2 separate regions of the Mus musculus genome follow, and region 2 is linked to region 1. A link is a contact called in public HiChIP or PLAC-seq data. All regions are on one chromosome and are shown on one strand. The core of a region is the stretch at or near the end of the contact, and the rest is flanking DNA. Distances in the headings are between cores, read along the strand shown. Region 1 holds the start of 1700034H15Rik (RIKEN cDNA 1700034H15 gene). Region 2 overlaps Rcor3 (REST corepressor 3).

The links. HiChIP or PLAC-seq counts read pairs in DNA pulled down with a chosen protein or histone mark.
Region 2: an H3K4me3 HiChIP or PLAC-seq map of the SCID.adh cell line shows a contact between it and region 1, with 10 read pairs. The contact joins the enhancer-like site here to the promoter of 1700034H15Rik in region 1. A contact is called at or near these places in 1 of 39 promoter capture datasets (pre-B cells), 6 of 484 Hi-C or Micro-C datasets (B cells, CD8 T cells, bone marrow-derived macrophages and 3 more), 8 of 115 datasets of contacts at active chromatin or transcription factors (the 230-238 cell line, the SCID.adh cell line, bone marrow-derived macrophages and 4 more) and 3 of 9 other capture datasets (adipose tissue, liver and pancreatic islet).

Annotation. Positions count from the first base shown.
Region 1 is chr1:191,906,151-191,908,850 of GRCm38.p6, reverse strand. It overlaps 1700034H15Rik (RIKEN cDNA 1700034H15 gene), which reads left to right and starts at 1,324. Exons shown (of 5, transcript NR_030669.1): 1 at 1,324-1,791. Slc30a1 (solute carrier family 30 (zinc transporter), member 1) reads right to left here and starts at 2,070. Exons shown (of 2, transcript NM_009579.3): 1 at 1,238-2,070. The coding sequence starts at 1,844.
Region 2 is chr1:192,115,081-192,117,780 of GRCm38.p6, reverse strand. Rcor3 (REST corepressor 3) reads left to right here. Exons shown (of 12, transcript NM_001346740.1): 9 at 1,435-1,512. Among named protein-coding and RNA genes, the nearest start is that of Gm10516, 20 kb to the left of the region's middle. Within about 2 kb of position 1,355, at least 12 of the 459 cell types and tissues checked have an H3K27ac peak or open chromatin away from gene starts, as enhancers often do. A contact at or near this core is called in the SCID.adh cell line, where this site is marked.

The DNA of each region.
Region 1 (2,700 bases), core at 75-2,574:
CTACAACAAAACAATACAATTTTCACTAAGCACATTTAAAGTGTCCACAGAAACATCTTGTCTGGCAGTGAGTGAGTTTAAACTTGTTTCATAAAGCTGTGACAATGACAGTGTGCTGAGAGCAACCCACAGTGAGCTAGCCCTGGGTCCCGCCAGTACCCAACAGCGGAGAGTCCACTGTGTCACTGGGCTACTGCTCCTTGTTCCTTCCCACCTCTCACCTGCCCTCACTGCTGGGATGGGGTCGTGTAAACACTGCGTCACCTCTCTGAAACATACAAGAGAAACAAAACTCTAGGCAATCAGTAAGCATCACTGAAGGGATGTCCTCTGACAGGAACAAACCTGATGTGAGGGTCTCTGTCAGTGGCACTAGACAGACTGAGAAAAGCAGCTCTAACGTAAAATCATCGTCAAGAACATAAAACATAGCGTCTTTGTAGAAGGGTTCACAAACTGACAAATCAACAACCTGGGTCTATTGCTGGGGGTGCAGGCCTTGACCCCAGAGAGACATGCAGGAGGTAATCTGTGAGTTTGAGGCCGGCCTGTCCTACAGAGTGAGTTCCAGGACAGCCAGGGCTATCCTGAGAAACCCGTCTAGAGGAACCAAAAACAAACCAACAAAACAACCTGAAGCTATCAACAAAGTTGGAAGTCAACAATCACTAAGTAACCTGAAAGTTCCCGTCAGAGGGCACACCTGAGGAGCTTCTCTTTCTCCTTTCCCACGCACCACCTGAACTTCCAAACATGTTCCTATGCATTGGAGAAGGTAAGCTGCCTCCGTAAGTAACCTAACCAGATACAAGTGGCAAGAAAAACTGGAAGATACACACAATGTTAACATCGAGGGTGGTAGGTTCTTTCTCATTTCTTTTCAACACTTACCTTCCAAATTACCATCAAGCACACGTGCTCAAGATGAAAAACGCTCGTTAAAACCACGAGAGTAATACATCACCACTGGGTCGAGCACCATTATGCCAACCCGAGGAGGTGAGGGTGCAACGTGCCTTGGCAGGTCCCTAAACAGTGATTTTCCGGATTAGGTGGTCGGTTCAGGGAAACACACACTCCCGTTCACAAAGGCCGCCTTTAACCAGGGCCCACACACCCCCAGCACATCATTATCAAACTTGTTCAGTGGGCACGAAACCACCGCGCACCTGGGCGCGGGGCGTGGCACCCACCGCGGTCGCCAGGGGGCGCCTGTCCCGAACACTGTGGCGCTCACCTGCCTGGTCCGCCTTCAGCCCGTTGGAATTGCTGGTGTTGGCCACCAGCGTGTTGGTCTCCTCCTGGTCCGGCGCCCGGCCCGGCGGCGCGCCCGCCTCGACCCCCGCGCGGCCCGCCTTGCGCGCGCCCTTGGCGAGGTGGCCGTGGCCGTGGCCGTGCGAGTGGCCGTGGCCCGCGCCCTGGCCCTCGCCGCTGTGATGGTGGAACAGACAGAGCCCCAGCACGTTGACCAGCAGCCCCGCCACGCCGACGCTCAGCACCACGAGCGGCTGCTGCATCTCATGCGGCTCGATGAAGCGCTCGACGGCTTCCAGCAGGATGGCGAAGCACAGCCCCGTGAGGAAGATGGCGTTCACCAGTGCGCCCATCACCTCAGCGCGGATCCAGCCGAACGTGTTCTTCTGCGTGGCGTGAGTCCTCCGGGCGAAGCGCTCGGCCACCAGCGCCACTACGAGCGCCAGCACGTCCGACAGCATGTGGAAGGAGTCGGACAGCATGGCGAGCGACGCGGTCACCCGGCTCACCACCACCTCCAGCACCATGAACATGAAGGTCAGCAGCAGCATGCACAGCAGCCGGCCGCGGTTGCGGCCCCAGCAGCCCATGGCGGCGGCCTGAGGCTCGGCGCTGACGCGGGAACGGGAGCGGCGCTGTGGGGAAACCGCCGGCCGCGCAGCTACTCAAGCGCCGGCGCTCGGCTGGGCTGGCGAGGCGGAGGGCGCGGCGGGCCACTGCGTGCCGAGGGGCTGCCGAGCATCGGACCGAAGCGCTCGGGAGACGGCGTCCGCGGCGACTGCGCTCGGCCCGGAGGCGTCCGCCGTCTTCGCCCCCCCTCCTTTGCAGACGGTTTACAAAAAAACTTTGCTTTGCACTCGGAACCCCCGTTTTCACACGGACCCGAGCGTGACAAGGCCCCGGTGCCCCGCCCCCCAGGCCCGGCTCGCCTCCCCATTGGCCAGAGCTGCCTCACGACAGCCCCGGCGTCCCGCCCTTCCTCGGCCTCTATTGGCTAGCGCGGCGGAGGGGCGGGAGGGGGCGGGGCGCGGCCGCGGGAGCTGGGGGCGGGGCCTGTGCACTGGGGAGCCGGGCGTGGGCCGGGGGCCGCGGCCGGGTGCAGCGGCGGGCGGTACGGGGGAGGGTGGGCGCGGGCCGCGTGCAGCGGTGGGCAGGCGGCAGGGCGGTGGCGCCGAGCCCTGGGGCGCAGTGAGCAGTTGCCGCTTCCCGCGGTGCGGGTTCCGGGCCGCGGTTCCCCTTTGCCGGCCCGGCCGCCCCAGACTTTGATCCTGGGAGCTGGGTGCACGTGGGGGCGGCTGGGTGACAGGTCGGCGCCCAGGAGGGGCGGGGAGTGTGGGCTGTGCGGACGGCGGCGGGGGCGCGGCCGCGGCCGAGTGAGGAGCTGAGTTAGGAACTGGTTGCTAGCAGCACAACCTTAGCCTCAGGAACACTTTCCATCCAGGGGTC
Region 2 (2,700 bases), core at 106-2,605, 210 kb before region 1:
ACACGCCTTTAATCCCAGCACTTGGGAGGCAGAGGCAGGCGGATTTCTGAGTTCGAGGCCAGCCTGGTCTACAGAGTGAGTTCCAGGACAGCCAGGGCTACACAGAGAAACCCTGTCTCGAAAAACATACAAAACAAAAAAACAAACAAACAAAAACCAACCAAAAGGAAGGGGTTAGCAAGAAGACAGTTCTCATGTATACTCTACAAGGACACTAAGTTGCTCATAGACTCATAGTGTGAAGCTTGGCTTATGTTTAGATTGCACTTAGCACACGTATAACCTGGAAAGATTACTTAACCTCTGTGAGCCTTGTATTTTTATGTATTTCTATGGATGGTTCCAGTGGAAGCAGAGTCAGGCCTACTTCAGCTCCTGTTTGAAAACATGCATATTCCACTGCCTTTGATAGATAAATTGGGAAACAATTTGAGTGGAGTGTGATTTTTGTGTTGGGCAAATGTATGTTTTTTGTCAGTGAAGAACTATATCTAGTTGGCGAGTACATTCATACACCTCTATTGTGTAGCAGCCATATCAATTCACTGTGTGTTGGAAACCGCACACATCTGATGTAAACCTTGGGTAGAATTTCAAATAACCCTCCTTCTACCATGCACAGGAGCTCAGAAGGTGCAGCCAGGCTGACACCTGGCTTCACACTAGCCTGAATATTTTTATAAGGTCAAGTGCCATCTTGATTGTAGCATTTCTGCATTTCTTTAGCGTATATAAAATTCTGCTCCCATCTTTGTTAGATCCCTATCTTTTCATGTTTGCCATTGAAGATGTTGACTGTTCTACCCAAAAGGTACCTTTTCCCCATAAGATGTAGGTTTTTGTTAATTAAAGATCTTACATAATGAAATAACTTTTAAGAGTGTGTATGTTGTGTTATACAGAACTAGTTATATTTACCACACAAATGGTTGTAAGAATTGAGTGACTTGTTTTTAACGTAAAAGAATGATGTTTTATATCTAGCAAATAATAGTCGTGATCACCATTATTATTATAGGAACGTTTGCCATTTGGTCAGAACATTATGGTGATGAGAACTGGCAATAGAGTTTAATCTTTGTTTATTGCCAGCTGCCTTTGGTTATAAAAGACACTGTTAAATGATGTTTAAAGTCTGATTTAGGATGAGGTGTAGCCTGGTGGTAAAGTGCTTGCCTTCCAGGAGTGAAGCTCAGCTCAGAGCTCAGAACCACCACCACCCCACAAAAGAGTCTTACTCAGAGTCCTGTCAATCTGCCAAAGTATGTGCTAATCGATTGACAGAATGGCACGTCTTACGTGGGACAATTGTGTCTGTCCTCCTGAACTGAAACCTGTGATGGTGTTGATGCATGCCCTGTTGACTTACGTAGTACTTACTCACAAGGCTTTACTGAGTGCATGATCTGACTCACGTTTTGTCATTTTGTGAAGGTTCAGAATGCTAAGCAAGTAAACAGTGCACTTAAGCAGAAAATGGAAGGTGGAATTGAAGAGTTCAAACCGCCTGAGGTATGATCTGAGATGCATGTGATCGAGTGCCTGTGCTTTGGGGTTGCCCAGTCTCGGGGTCTACGCTGGTCCCTTTGGAACATTTCACAATGTGGACAATTGATCATCCCTAGTTTTTTCACCTACATAATTATCTTTTGACTCTTGACTGATGTTTCCATATTTAAATTAATTCACCTCCCTTGCCCTCAGCAGTAAGAGAGGGCATAGGGCATAGTCCCTGGGAGGCTGCAACACATCTGGGCATAAGCAGTATTTGTTCAAAGCCCTTTTCTACTTGTGTGAATTGGTAACACTACAGAATAAATCACAAGGGGTTTTTCTTAAACAAAACTTTATTTTAAGACTCTTGCTTTTTAGCTCAAACTTCAATGAGGATTTTACTGTATTTATTTTCTTACATTCTACCTGAAAATGTAAAATCTCATATATAAAGATATATATTACCTATCTTATTACCAAATTCTTATTTGGGTTTTGTTTCTGTGTTCATGGTAAGTATAGGAAAACTTAAATGCCCCCAAAATCCAATCAAGTCTTTTTACAAAAGTTTCTGCAGTAAAATCTTTGATTTTTTTTTTCTAAAGACTCCCAAGTTACAATTCATATTCTGGATTTGCCTTTCTCTGAATATAGTGATCAAATAGTTGCATATGTTCCTGTGGGGCCTCTCTGTGCTTCCTGTATCTGACTTAACAGCTGCAGATGAGATAAGGGAGATGGCAAAGTAGCAGGGTAGTGCGCAGAAACAGTGCTCCCCACAGCAGGGCCACAGAAACAGTGCTCCCCACAGCAGGGCCACAGAAACAGTGCTCCCCACAGCATGGCCACAGAAACAGTGCTCCCCACAGCAGGGCCACAGAAACAGTGCTCCCCACAGCAGGGCCACAGAAACAGTGCTCTCCACAGCAGGGCCACAGAAACAGTGCTCCCCACAGCAAGGCCACAGAAATAGTGCTTCCCCACATCAAGGTTAGGTCATGGGAAGCAGTGAAAAATGCATAGATCCGTATCTCATTTCAAGCTCCATTTTATAAACTGAATACATTCTAGTGACATTGAGTTAAGGGAGTTGTAATAGCAAACATTTTATTTTCCTATATTATTGCAAAAGGAAGCTTTAAAATGTGAATTGGTCATTTAAATTTTGTATTTAATCATATGTTGAATATATATAAAGCAAAATTT